Regions from separate parts of the Capra hircus genome. Here region 2 is linked to region 1. A link is a contact called in public Hi-C data. All regions are on one chromosome and are shown on one strand. The core of a region is the stretch at or near the end of the contact, and the rest is flanking DNA. Distances in the headings are between cores, read along the strand shown. Region 1 holds the start of PSMC1 (26S protease regulatory subunit 4). Region 2 overlaps TDP1 (tyrosyl-DNA phosphodiesterase 1).

Region 1 (7,410 bases), core at 2,560-5,059:
ATCCACCTGTAATGCAGGAGACGCGTGTTTGATTCCTAAGTCAGGAAGATGCCCTGGAGAAGGAAATAACAGCCTACTACAGTGTTCATGACTGGGGAATCCCAAGGATAGAAGATCCTAGTGGGCTACGGTCCACAGGATCTCAAAGGGTCAGACACGATTTAGTGACTAAGCAATAAAAACACAAATTTAGAACAGCATCACTCCAAAAACCCTCATCCTCCTGTGACTCTGAGACACTAACACCCCCCCTCACTTCAACGTTTCTGAACTCAAGGGACACCCTGCAGTCGATGTGTAAATCCAACGAGGCAGATTTTTTTCCCGAAAAGCTGTTGGTAGATCGGTGCTGCACCTTGCCAGACTGCATCTTAAATCGGGGACAACTCTGTTAAGAAAAGGGTGCAATATGTGATAAGGCTTCCCAGATGGAGCTAATAGTGAAGGGCCTGCCTGCCGATGCAGGAGACAGGTTCGATCCCTGGGTTGGGAAGAGCCCCTGGAGGAGGGCATAGCAACCCACTCCATGGAGAATGCCTGGAAAATCCAGTGGACAGAGGACTCTGGCAGCCTACAGTCCAAGCGAAGTGACTTAGCACGCAGGCACACACAACGTGTCATGAGACCAAGACCCTAACCATCCCTTCTTGAGGGGAAGGTATAGAGCCGGACATTTTCTAACATGAAACTACCTGGCTAGGGCCACCAAGAGTACGAACCTGGGCCATGACGAGAGCTGCGTCATTTAACCTATTCAACACTCACGTGTCATCACTGACTCCTCATTAAGGACACACCAAGATTCAGGAGACTCTCCTTTCATTGGCAGCTTAAATAGCACCCATCCCTAAACTCTGGGGCACTCAGGTAGGTCCTTCTTCCCAATTTAAAAAGCTGAATCACCTTAAGCTATCAAGAACGTAGTGTATTAGTAAGTTCAGGAAGATTTCTGATTTTAAAACAGACCCTTCGGTTATAGGACAATGTCTTACACAGAGCAAGGTCTCAGAAACAACAGCATTTTAAATAAGCAATAGTGAATTTACTTGATCAGAGGGCCCTCTCAGCCCCCTCAAATCACTCCCGCACAGGCACCAGTAAGCCAGATCGCCAGCTTCACTGTCCAGACAAAGCGATCCCCTAAAGGGATTAAAGTCAAATCTATTTCCCCATTTGCAAGATTCTAAAAACTTTGCACTTTCTTATGAAGAAGGTAATTAAGGGCTCTGAGAAATTTGGGGAAACACAATTAGCCGTCCAAGTTACAGGCCTTTAACAATCTGGCTCAGAGTTTAAAGCGTCTGCCTCCAATGCTGGAGACCCAGGTTCGATCCCTGGGTAGGGAAGATCCCTTGGAGAAGGAAATGGTAACCCACTCCAGTATTCTTGCCTGGAGAATCCCATAGACAGAGGAGCCTGGCAGGCTACAGTCCACAGGGTCACAAAGAGTCGGACACGACTGAGCGGCTTCGCTTCGCACCCCTAAGGGAACGCGCTGTTGCTGGGGCAGCTACTGTTTGTGGTGTGTTCATTACGTGCCTAAGTCTGTACAAGACATTTTCCTTCACTATCATATTTACACCAGACAATTCTTCAAGGTAGGTTTCATTATCACTACTTTCTAGATGAGGAATTGCAATGCACCTAAGAACACGGGCTACGGAAATAAATGCATCCAGGTTTGAATTCCGCCTTCATTCCTAGCAGTCTATGTGGCCTCAGGGAAGTTAAGTCGCCTCTCTGAGCCCGGGCGCCCTAACTGGAAAGTAGGGATGACATTAGTTTTTCTATGCTGCTGAAGGTGACTAACGGACGTGAACCCACGTCTCGTTTGCCTGACTCAGAGTACCTCTCACCAACACAATGTTATTGCTGAATAAGAAATGTTACCATCAGGACCTCCTCAGGGCTCCAAAACGAAATCCGCTCTTGCTCAGGCCTCCGCCCCCATCTCTGCTTACAGTCCATCCTGGTTCCGGTCCCCCCTCCTGTCCCCCCATCTCTGTTTAAAGTCCATCCTGGTTCCGGTCCCCCCTCTCCTGTCCCCCCATCTCTGCTTACAGTCCATCCTGGTTCAGGTCCCCCCTCCTGTCCCCCCATCTCTGTTTAAAGTCCATCCTGGTTCAGGTCCCCCCTCCTGTCCCCCCATCTCTGTTTAAAGTCCATCCTGGTTCCGGTCCCCCCTCTCCTGTCCCCCCATCTCTGGCTCTGTCCAGGCCACCTTATCTTACTGGACCGCTTGTCTCCCAGCGGAGGTTTCCAGGTCTAGTCTCCTCCCTCACCCATTCGGATATCACCTTCTACAACAAACAGCTGACCCTCTGAATCGCCTCAGAAACCTTCAACTGACCCCTAGCATTTATGGCCTAATGTCCAAACTCTCTAAGCTTGGCACACCTGGCCCTTGCCAAACTGGCTTCAGTTAACCCTTCCCAGGTTTGTCTACCCGTCCCATGACCCTCCAGGTCTGGCCCCACCGGAGGACGTTTCCCCGAGTCAGTCCCCCACTTCTCCATGTCTGGGGCACTCACACGATGTTTCTCAGCCTCAAGTAACTATACGTATCATACTGAACAGCAAGCGCTGTGCTCAACAAACAGATCCGACTAAGTCGCCGCGATCATCACCCTAGTTTACAGAGAAGGAAGCGAGGCTCAGAGAGGTTAAGTGACTTGCCAGCTGTCACAGAGCTGGTCGGAGAGACAGCACGCTCCCGGCCTCTGGACCCCAGCGTCCGTGCTCCTCTACTGCACGGGCCGCTAGCCCAGGGCAGCGCACCCGCGGGCCCCGCCTCAGGTTCCTCCTTGGTAAACTGAGGATAACAATAATTACCTCCAGGGACTGCTGAGAAGAATTACCAGCAAATGCTGGAAAAGTACTTCCCATGTGCTCGTCAGGCCCAGAATACTGCTACCCAAAGTGCTTCCAAGGCCTGCCTGAGTCTGCGGTGGAGCCCGCTGCTGCTCACCACACAGACCAAGCCTCTCCCCCCTCAGCCCTTGCATCCAGTCCTCCCAGGACCAGGGTATCTGCACCGGCTCCCCTCTCACCGGATTCAGGCCTCCCCGCCTCACCGAGGTTCGCTGACGCCCTGGCTGAAACAGCCACCTCTCCCGCCCTGGCACAGAGCAGCCACAGCAGAGGCCACTCGCCGCCCCCGTCCCGCCCCGTCACAGTAGCACATACTCCTCTGTCTCTCTAACCTGCCTTCTAGAGAATGCAAGCTTCAAGAGACCAAGACTGGGTCAGTCGTGCCCGCCCTGTGTGTGCAGCGCCTGGAGCGGAGCCTGGACCACCCCCCCGCGCCCCCCACCAAAGAGCGGCATCAACCGGGAGCAAAGGAACCATCGCGAGCCAAGCGAGGCACCGAGGGCCGTCCGCTCCGAGCGCCCCGACGCGCCCGACCACCGCCCCCGCGCCGCGCGGCCCCTACGACCCGCTCCCACCGCCCCCTCCGCCGCGCGGCCCCGAGCGCTCGGCCCCGTGGCTCGAGGAGGCTGCGGCCGAAACGCCCCGCGCCGACCCGGAAAGGGACAAAGCCAGCCCGGCCGAGCCGCCCCGCCGCCCGCCCGGCGCCGAGCCCCGGGCCCGGGGAAAGGCCGGCCGGCCCGCCGAGGTCCTCGACGCGCTCCCCAGGCGCCTTCGTGCCTCCCCGGAGACCGGGGCGGGCAGGCCCGGTGCCTCCGGCGGCGGCCGGCTTCCCTTGCCGCGGGCCGCCTGCACCCACCGCCACGGCCGGCCGAAGCCCTTAGTCACTCACCATCTCGCCCCGCCGCTCCCGCCGCCGCCGCCGCCGCCGCCGGAAGTGCGCCGCCAGGGCGGAGCGTCAGGGGCGGAAGTTGCCGCGACGCCACGGAAGCCGCCAGGGGCCAAATCTCGCGAGGATCGGCTGCGCCCTCTGGGTCTGCGCGAGCGGACGGGCGGTGATGCTCGGACTCCCAAGCGAGACGCGGGCCTTATTGAACTTTCACTTGAAAAAAATGTTTAAATCGCAGTTATTAGGTTATTGTCAACAAGTTAAGACAATGACCTCGACTGTCAAAGGCAATTGTGAAGATATAAACAATTTTAAAGAGGCCAGAATTAAACAGACCTTGCCTTAACTTCTCCAGGAACCAGAGTGGTCTTTGGAACCGCGAGGTTGGCATACACTTTTGCACCAGCATTTCGCGTCTGATTTGGTCTCTGGAATTAATCTGCTCATCTGAGAAGCTGTCTCATGAAGCCTCTGAATCTGGTGGTTTGTTTTTTTCCTGATGCCTTGTGACATCTGGTCAAAATGCCAAATGTCTTAAAAGTCCTCATCTTGCCCCAGGTTTGTATCCTTATTTATTACATCCATCAGGACATCAGAAAGAAACAAATCTGGGCCTTCCCTGGCTGTCCAGGGGCCAAGACTCCCTTCCAATGCTGACGAAATAAGATTCCTCATTCAGTTCACTCACTCAGTCATGTCCAACTCTTTGTGACCCCATGGACTGCAGCACACCAGGCCTCCCTGTCCATCATCAGCTCCTGGAGTTTACTCAAACTCATGTCCATCTCATTGGTGATGCCATCCAGCCATCTCATCCTCTGTGTCCCCTTCTCCTCCCACCTTCAGTCTTTCCCAGCATCAGGGTCTTTTCCAGTGAGTCAGCTCTTCGCATCAGGTGGCCACAGTATTGGAGCTTCAGCTTCAGCATCAGATCCCACATGCCACCCTGCCAAAAATATTGAAAACATAAAACAGAAGCAGTGTTGTAACATTCAAAACAGCCTTTAAAAAACAAAATAAAGATGGCAAGCAGCCTTTTAGTCTCCAGAAACTTCCATAGCAGGTGTTCAAAACGCTGAGCTGGAGAGATGGATTTGTCTGATCTGTCCCGCAAACCCCTCCCTGCCCAATTTTGAAACACTAAAAATATTTATCTAACACACAACAGGAAATGAGTCTTTCCATTTCATCACCACTAAAACGCTGTAATGGAAAGTGTTGATACTGTCCGGCTCCACGAACAAATCTGGCATCCTCTTCGCGTATGAAATGATGTGATAGGTAGGGGCAAGACGGCTCTCCCTTCATGACCGCTGAAAACGATTCCAGAGTTGTGCAGAATGTCTAGGCAATCTGTGTGTAATCTGAAGAAGCGTTGTGTTCCTGAGATGGCATCACGTTTGAAGAACGTGGGCTAAAAGTCTCAAGTTATTCTGGAGGATATTCACTAGGAAGTCCTTCTTAACACAGAGCAAACCTGGTCCTCTCTTTTCTCCCCATCACGGACTCCCGTGTTCACTCAGCTGACAGCCATCAACGTATAGGAAGAAACCAGCAGTTGAGAATCTCTCTCCACAATACACTCCATCTTTTATTTAAAAAAGAACAGTGGAAGAGGCCGTCAGCTCAGGGGTTAAGAGTGTGGGCTGCCAATTCCAGTCTCCTTCCTGGCCTTCTCCCCGAGGAGCTGTGTGGCCTTGGTGAGCTATTTTAAGTCCCTTTGTGACTCAGTTTTGCATTTGTGAAACTCAGATCTTTGCATTCGATAAATTAGGAGCTTAATAGATAACCAACAAGGACCTACTGTATATATGGGGAAAGAATCTTAAAAAAAGAATGAATATGTGTGTATATACATGTTGTTATATATACACACACACAGCTGAATGACCATGAGGTGCACCTGGAATTAACACAACATTGTAACTCAACTACACTCCAATAACATTTTTAAAAACCATTACTCCTTCACAGAGTCCTTGTTTCAGGACTAAAGTGCCTAAAATTTTAAGCATCAGCTACAATTACTAGTAGCAGTATTTTTAATGTACAAGTTTCTCCTGGTTTCCTCGTTCTGTTCTATATCAGATGGTCACATGTGGCTCACAAAATTTATAATCTGTTAGTGCAAAGCAGAGAAAAATGAGCTTCTGCTTCCTAAGCCAGCATCAGAAACTAGCTTCACAGGGGCAAGGAAAGATCCCAGGACCTGGAACATAGACTCGACAGAGTCCATGTATTATAGTTAGGAAGGAAGCTTCTCCCCAGACCTAGAGGAGCGGGATAGTGGGAATGAGAGAGAGGCTTAAGCAGGAGGGATATGTGTGTACATGTGGCTGACTCACTTCACTCTACAGCAGAAACTGGCACAACGCTGCGAGGCAACTGTACTCCAGTTAAACAAAGCGTTCATAATGTGTGTGTGTGAAACCGAATCACTGCGCTCTACACCTGAAACTGTCGCAACACTGTTAGCCAGCTGCACTCCAGCACAGAATGTTCTTCTTCTTCTTGTTGAGTCGCTCAGTTGTGTCCACCTTTTTGTGACCCCATGAACTGCAGCCTGTCCTTCACCATCTCCCGGAGCTCACTCAAACTCATGTCCATCTTGTCAGTGATGCCATCCAACCATCTCATCCTCTGTCGTCCCCTTCTTTTCCCGCCTTCAGTCTTTCCCAGCATCAGGGTCTTTCCCAATGAGTCAGCTCTTCGCATCAGGTGGCAAAAGTATTGGAGTTTCAGCTTCAGCATCAGTCCTTCCAATGAGCATGCAGGACTGACCTCCTCTAGGATGGATTGGTTGGATCTCCTTGCAGTCCAAGGGACTCTCAAGAGTCTTCTCTAACACCACAGTTCAAAGGTATCACTTCTTAGGCATTCAGCTTTCTTTATGGTCCAACTCTTACATCCATACGTGACTACTGGAAAAACCATAGCCTTAACTAGACAGACCTTTGTTGGCAAAGTAATTTATCTGCTTTTCAATATGCTGTCTAGGTTAGTCATTACTTTTCTTCCAAGGAGCAAGCGTCTTTTAATTTCATGGCTGCAGTCACCATCTGCAGTGATTTTGGAGCCCCCAAAATAAAGTCTCTCACTGTTTCCACTGTTTCCCCATCTATTTGCCATGACGTGATGAGACCAAATGCCATGATCTTCATTTTCTGAATGTTGAGCTTTAAACCAACTTTTTCAGTCACAGATCTGCTTGGCACTAAAACAGCACCTGGCCTGTAGTAAGCACCGTCTATATTTATGTGAAGCTGTTTTTAAAAATAAATGGTGTAGGTAGAATGAGTAGAAGTTTGATAAAGCGAAAGCGAAGTCGCTCAGTCGTGCCCGACTCTTCGCGACCCCATGGACTGCAGCCCACCAGGCTCCTCCATCCATGGGATTTTCCAGGCAAGGGTACTGGAGTGGGGTGCCATTGCCTTCTCCGATAGCCAGGGACTAGGCCCCCTTTCCGTTTTCCTTCAGTCCATGCGGTGATGGCCTTGAGATGGGCAGCGCCCAGGGACTGCCGCTGTTGCGTGGACATTTGTGGACGCGCGTGTGGCAGCAGCGCATCGCACTAGCTGGCTGCAGTCCTCCTCTCCCTGCAAAGCAGTGTTTCTGCACCAGTTAGGGACCCAGTGGCATTACAGCCAGTCACA
Region 2 (7,410 bases), core at 1,448-3,947, 210 kb after region 1:
GCGTTCCGTGCGGAGAAGGCAATGCCAGCCACTCCAGTATTCCTGCCTGGAGAATCCCATGGACGGGGGAGCCTGGTGGGCTGCAGTCCATGGGGTCGCTAAGAGTGGGACACGACTGAGCGACTTCACTTTCACTTTTCACTTTCATGCACTGGAGAAGGAAATAACAACCCACTCCAGTGCTCTTGCCTGGAGAATCCCAGGGACGGGGGAGCCTGGTGGGCTGCCGTCTACGGGGTCGCACAGAGTCGGACACGGCTGCAGCGACTTAGCGCCAGCAGCAGCAGCAAAGCGTTCCGTGTGTGCGTTCCCTCTATGCTTCAGCGCCCTGCTTTACTTCATCATCTGCTACGAGATAATTCTCGGCCTCTTGATGGTTTTCTAATTATTTCAGGAACCTAAATTCTCTCCTCCACACCCAGCTAGACATTTACTCAAGGCAGTAACTCTGCTTTATTTCCACTGAGGCCAAAATGCTCTTTAATGTTTACTGATGTAAGCCAGTTTACACCTGGGGAAAAAAAGGAACCACTCAAAAAACCACCACCTGAATACTACTGAGATTGAATGGAGTTAGCATTAAAAACATACAAAGGCATATAAAATCAGAATAAGATTTAACTCTTGCCAAAAAAAAAAAAAATTTTAATCTAAGCTGGCAAACAGTAAATTAATGCAAAGCTGGAGAAAGACAGCTGTTGAGACAATCTTCTTCCCACTTACGAGATGTGCTCCCTGAAACCTCGACAAATTTACATACACAGTCACCAAATTAGTAGCTAGTTGTAATTAACAGTAAGCCAGTTATGAATTCACGATGTAAGTTTTACAAATATTTCCATTAGTCAAGGCATCATTTACAGGGAAAATCACACACTGATGTCAGCGAACCCTATTGATCTGCACCGAGACCTGCTCTAAGGGGAGCCACGTTCATCTTTTCATAGACCAAGTGGCGTGTCCCAAGAAGGTCAGAGTTAAAAACGGATAAAAACACACAAAATGAGGTCTCTCTGGAGGAATGCTGACCTGCATATTATCTAGTAAGCTTGTAGGCAGCAAAAGCAATGTTTCTCACATTTGAAGCTGCTCCCTAACAGGGGAAAAAAAGTTAATATCTGTGGAGCATTTATTAAAAGACACTTGCTCCTTGGAAGGAAAACTATGACAAACCTCGACAGCGTGTTAAAAAGCAGAGACGTTATTTTGCCAACAGAGGTCCACGTAGTCAAAGCTATGGTTTTTCCAGTAGTCAGGTATGGATATGAGAGCTGGACCATAAAGAAGGCTGAGCGCCGAAGAATTGATGCTTTGAACTGTGGTGTTGGAGAAGACTCTTGGAGAGTCCCTTGGACGGCAAGGAGATCCAACCAGTCAATCCTAAAGGGGATCAGTCCTGAATATTCACTGGAAGGACTGATGCTGAAGCTGAAACTCCAATACTTTGGCCACCTGATGCGAAGAGCTGACTTATTGGAAAAGACCCTGATGCTGGGAAAGATCGAAGGTGGGAGGAGACGGGGACGACAGAGGATAAGAAGGTGGGATGGCATCACTGACTCAACAGACATGAATTTGAGCAAACTCCAGGAGATAGTGGAGGACAGAGGAGCCTGGTGTGCTGCAGTCCATGAGGTTACAAAGAGTCAGACACAACTTAGTGACTGAACAACAGCAATTTGTGTGCCAGGCACCTAATGCTAGCACGCTAACCCCAGCTATCCAGAGGCACGACCATTCCCACTTCGTGACCAAGGGCAGACGCCATGGCTGGGAGAGGCCACGCGCACCATCCAGGGTCCCACGTGAGCCAGAAGCAGCGCGTACTGGGACCACACGTCTTGCGCACAGCGCTCCTTGGGCACAGCTTCCCCAGTGGGGCTGGGCTGCAGCTCCTTCACGCTTCTGGGCAGGGGCGGGCGAGGCTGGGCCAGGGCAGCCCAGGTGAGAGGGGACCGCACCCCGAGGGGAAGCGGGAGGCCTCGCTACCGCCTGGCGGGGCAGGAGGCCCAGCCTGGGCTCTGCGCCCTGCTACCGGCTGTATCTGATGCTTCTCCCCTCTGTGGATTCTCAGGGGCCTGAGAGGTGCCTTTGTTCCCAGCTCTGGGGGCCACCAGAAAGCCCGATGAGCTATGTCCCAGGATGGCAGGGCATCTGGGAAACACAGACAGAGCGCGTTCTCTGTCGCCAAGATGACCATGAGCTCCTGGAGGACGTGGCTGCATCTGGTCACTTGCAGATCCTCTGCGACACAGGTGTGGGTAAGACCGCGACCCCAGAGGCCCTGCGGAGTCACCGCAGCAGCCACACTCTGTGGGGGGCCGCACATTTCCAGGAGCTGGAGGCCCTTCCGCCATTCCTAGTTTATGTCTGTCTGCCTCTCTCACCCAAAGGCTGAAAGCTGCAAGTACAGAGTTCGGCCCATCTCAAACGCGTCATATCCCCTCGAGCTGGGCTTCAAGAGCATACTAGATATTTAATGAATAAGTTTTAGCACATTTTAAAGTGAGCAAGTGGAAGTAATCTCCAGACATGAGCTCAGTCTCCTACAAGATACTGGCACTTAACAAGGTGCAAGCTGCGCACGCTACGGGGGAGGGGTGGCTCTGCCGCCGTCACTTCCCCGGCACTTGCCCCTCGGCACGAGGAGCCCTCCTGGGCTTAACCCGCAACATGCCTGTGGTGGCGGGAAAGGAGGAGCGGGCTTCCAGAGTGTGCGTCTCTGGGCGGGGGGCGGGGGGGTGTGTGTGTGGCCGGGGGGTGGACCACAGGAAGCAGACAGCATTAGAAGTGAGGAAGCAACAAGTGAATTAGGGGCACCCCCTGACGGCCCAGTGGTTAGGACGCACGCCCACCACAGGGGACACGGGTCCTGCAGCCCACGCGGCCAAGATAAAAAAGATTCAAACTAAAAAAAGATAACATAAAAAACTTTAAAAAACAAAGTAAAAAAAACCACACACACACAAAGTCCACTGAGAACCTGAGTGAAAACGAGCAGGCCTAGCCCTATCTCCAGCACTCACTGGCGGACAGCTGCCTCCTGACTCGGGGGCTCTCGTCCGTAAGATGAAGACAAAAGGCCAAGCAGTTTTTTGGAAGAAAAAGAAAAGGAGAGCCCCACTGCCTCGTGTGTTACTGTGTCAGACCGAGGCCAGCCCAGCACTCAGTCCCTCCCGGCCCCAGGCTCTCCCAAGGCTACTTGGTAACACAGTTAAGTGTGCAGTGTGAATGCGCCCAAGAAAAGCTGACTGCCGGCTTGGAATGTGCGTCCGACGAAGGGGCCCAGCACTGCAGGCCTAGCGAACCAGGATCCACACGACTGACAGGGCTTGCTGAATGTATTTCCGAATCAGGAAGGTATTTAGGCTGAATTCCAGCTAAGGGTGGGGGACAAGGGTCCATCCAGTGGGACCCTTTCCGGACAGAATGTCGACCCAGGACAGCTGACTGCTGCCGCCCTCCAGCGTCTCCCGTGGAGAAGCCGCAGGCGCCCAAGACGCCTGTCCCGTCTGTTCAGTGCTGTTTGTATCCTGGGCTGAAATTAGCCTTCTGTGAGCTCTACGCCACGTAAAGGACAATTGATTCCCCAGCGACATAGGTGCTTGAGATCCCTCTCAACAACCCTCAACCCCTCCATTACAGTGAGGCTACCAATTAGGCGCGGTCGGTAAACGTGGCAATGTTTACACAACAGCATCTAAACCCAGATGTGGGTGGATAGGCATCCTTTCACAAAGTTGCTCGCGGCTTTCTGCTCTGGCTCCTTTCTGAAATCAGACTGGCAAAATATAGCTTTAAGCTTACAAAGCAAATGATGAACGCAGGCCCTCATTTTTGGCATATCAGGAAAACAGTGGTCACTACAAGACTTGGGCCAACACTTCCGCCCACGAGCTTCCTTGTTGCCTTAGGAACAGGAGGAACAGGTGCCCAAAGGGACAAGCCTGAAGCAGCAGACCTGTTTCCACTGCTGGCCCAGAAGCAAGACGAGGCTGTCACACTCAGAGTGTGACACATTTCAGATAAATCTGGTTTATAAAAACACAGAAAGGCAGGCAACCATGTCGTATTTTCTCAGCTAGAGAACCAGTTATGTACAAGAGCTCCATGAAAGTTTTAAGATGCAACCAGAACGTGGGTCAGGCTGGTACGTGTCCCATAGGAAGAGAAAAGGTTCTCCCGCCTACAGCTTGCACCGCCTCAGACACCGCCCTACGAGAATTTTCTGAGATGTCTTAAAAGCAGGGACAGGTACCAGTCTCTTAGGCTGACAACTTCTTGCAAAATAGTTTTTCTTTTATTCACAGCACAGAGCTGACCGAACAATGTTCTATTTGCTGCAGCTTAGAATCTGACAAAAATCACAAGGCTTTCTTTACACCAGTGGAATCTTCAGGCATGTGATGGCCATGTCTACAGCCACTCAGGACCATGGACCACAACCTAACCCCACCTGCACACCCCCGGGGGGGCTGTAGGGAAAGTCCTGAGCAGAGAGTGGAAAACCACATCACAGATACAACTGCCAGGCCCAGGCCAGTTCCACAGATCCAGACTTTCAGCTCCTGGTACTTGGTCTTAAGACTGTTAGGAAAAACTCCATCCCCTCTACTTCCTAACTTACAGCTTTCCCCTCAACAAAATCGTCACACGTGAGTCCCTTTTGAGAGCGACTTCTGAAGAGCATCATTCGATCTTTTAAACTCATATTCTCCCCCATTTCATAAAAATTGCTTACGTGTGATGTGTTCCAAATGCAATATCCAACTTTGCCTAGGATAAAAAAAGAGGTCAAGTCATTAAAAACAAACAAACAAACCTCAACAATACCGGTATTTATTTAAAACAAAATTAAGAGAGAGATTCAGGTCAATTTTTTTTAAAGTTTTTACTGCCCTCTAGTGGGCAAGCCCTTCATCACCAAGACAGCTTTTACAATAACAGCATCCAGTGAGGCTTATTTAAATACTTTTTTTTTAAGTTACCCAGAATGATTCAATACATACTGCATTTTTAATTACGGTAATTAGAAGCGAGAAGCAGAATTTCTTTAGTTGTCAGAAAACTAGCAAAAAAAATGAGATTTTACGCAAAGTTTTAAAATCAGATATTTGGCTCATACAAGTACATCCAGTAAGTTTTCCAAGCATATTTTAAAGAAACATTGAAAGTGCTGGTGATATGGAGACATGATGATGCTAAAGCAAAAGTTTTCTTGTATTTTTAACACAGCAAGTGTTCAAAGTAAAGATAATACGTTATATCCATTTTCATGTTACAAAATGATAATTTTACAAACCAACTGGGGGGTAGGCAAGGGAGTAAAACATTTTATCTAACATCTGGTATTGCAAGACCTTAATTAAGCAGAATATGCCTCAAGATGAAAAAGTTAAATAGAGACGTCAAAAATGGCTTAGTAGCTAGGAATTCGGTGTATAGACAAGTCCTTTCTTCACAGCTTTGTATAACTTTGGAAAAATACTTGACTCGCTAAACCTGTCTTTCTCCTCTTTGAAATCAGAGCATTGCTAAGAGATTCCGGGAGCTGTCAGGAACAAAGCGGAAGAGCACACTTAAATGGTCAGGAAAAGGAGCCGCATGGGCTAAGCGCTCTGCAAACGGAAGCAAGTGCTGCCGAGGTCGGAGTGCAGCCCGCCCGCCCTCTCCGGACGGCCCGTCGGCCGGGGCAGCGACAGCACACAGGCGATGCTCACGGACAGGTGGCCGCGTCCTCCACCCGCACAATCTCAGGGTTTGGAGTCTCAGAGCAGCGTGCCGGCCTGGCCATGGAAGAGTCGGCAGGAAGGCGTAATTCATGTGCTTGTTGCTGTTAATCGAAGAAGAGATGACCTGCAATCTTGCGTTAGTGTCAGGAGCGCAGCAAAGCGGTCCAGTTCTATTTGCTCCTTTGTGTACATATGCGTGCACAGTCTGTGTGTGTGTGTATAGATACACACGCTCTCTCGGCCTTTACCCCCACAGGTTATCACCACAGAATACCAAGTATAGCTCCCTGTGCGACACAGTGGGCCCTTGCTGGTCCTCTACTTTGTACACAGTAGTTCCAGCAGTCATGTATGGGTGTGAGAGCTGGACCATAAAGAAGGCTGAGTGCGAAAGAACTGATGCTTTTGAACTGCGCTGTTAGAGAAGGCTCTTGAGGGTCCCTTGAACTGCAAGGAGATCAAACCAGTCCATCCTAAAGAAAATCAGTCCCGAATATTCATTGGAAGGACTGATGCTGAAGCTCCAATACTTTGGTCACCTGATGCAAAGAACTGACTCACTGGAAAAGACCCTGATGCTGGGAAAGATTGAAGGCGGGAGAAGAAGGGGATGATAGAGGATGAGATGGTTGGATGGCATCACCGACTCAATGGATGTGAGTCTGAGTAAGCTCCAGGAATCTGTGATGGACAGGGAGGCCTGGTGTCCTGCAGTCCATGGGGTCGCAAAGAGTCAGACACGACTGATCGACTGAACTGAACACAGGTTTGGAAGACTGGGCTTGTTCCGCCCTCTAGTGGCTTCCTTGAAGCACACTACCAAGTCTCCTGAACGTCAGCACCTGTGAGAGAACACTCTGTATTCCCACCGATTTCACTGCTGGCTGTCAGGATCCTGTGTCACCTCGTTTCTGCCCGCTGTAAGTGCTGTGCTACTTCAGGCTGACCCCTGCTGTCTTTGGAGACAAACACAAAGCAGATTTTAGGCAGCTGCTAATCAGAGGAGGATCTTGTGCAGAAGGTGAGCCTAAACAGGATGGTTAAAGAGATGGAATGATTTAAAACTCCAACTGCATAAAGTACAGTGAGTTAAATCACAGGAAAAATGTTGTGAGATGGGTTTAAAATTGATCAGATTGAGATTTCTCACTGTTTTTATCTTTAAAATAATACACATACACACACAGTTAGTATTCTACAGCTGAAGAATGACTGACGCTTCTGAACTGAGGTTTTGGAGAAGACTCTTGAGAGTCCCTTGGCCTGCAAGGAGATCCAACCAGTCCATCCTAAAGGAGATCAGTCCTGGGTGTTCACTGGAAGGACTGATGTTGAAGCTGAAACTCCAACACTTTGGCCACCTCATGTGAAGACCTGATTTGAAAAGACCCTGATGCTGGGAAAGATTGAGGGCAGGAGGAGAAGGGGACAACAGAGGATGAGATGGCTGGATGGCATCACCGACTCGATGGACATGGGTTTGGGTGGACTCTGGAAGTTGGTAATGGACAGGGAGACCTGGCGTGCTACGGCTCATGGGGTGGCAAAGAGTCGGACACGACTGAGCGACTGAACTGAAGAATGATAAAACACCTGGGAGCTGGAATTCTTTAATCTTGTGTGAATGGAAGAAAAAGGACTTTAGAAAGTAAATGGAAAATAAAAAGAATCAGGTTCT

Evidence for each region. Hi-C and Micro-C count contacts between places; a contact is called where the count stands out from the background.
Region 2: a Hi-C map of liver shows a contact between it and region 1, with 5 times the contacts expected there. The contact joins the enhancer-like site here to the promoter of PSMC1 in region 1. A contact is called at or near these places in 2 of 5 Hi-C or Micro-C datasets (blood and liver).

The regions. Positions count from the first base shown.
Region 1 is chr10:1,350,444-1,357,853 of ARS1.2, forward strand. PSMC1 (26S protease regulatory subunit 4) reads right to left here and starts at 3,810. Exons shown (of 11, transcript XM_018053846.1): 1 at 3,761-3,810. The coding sequence starts at 3,763.
Region 2 is chr10:1,559,499-1,566,908 of ARS1.2, forward strand. It overlaps TDP1 (tyrosyl-DNA phosphodiesterase 1), which reads right to left. Exons shown (of 16, transcript XR_001918634.1): 6 at 4,742-4,776. Among named protein-coding and RNA genes, the nearest start is that of TDP1, 17 kb to the right of the region's middle. Within about 2 kb of position 2,698, at least 1 of the 5 cell types and tissues checked has an H3K27ac peak or open chromatin away from gene starts, as enhancers often do.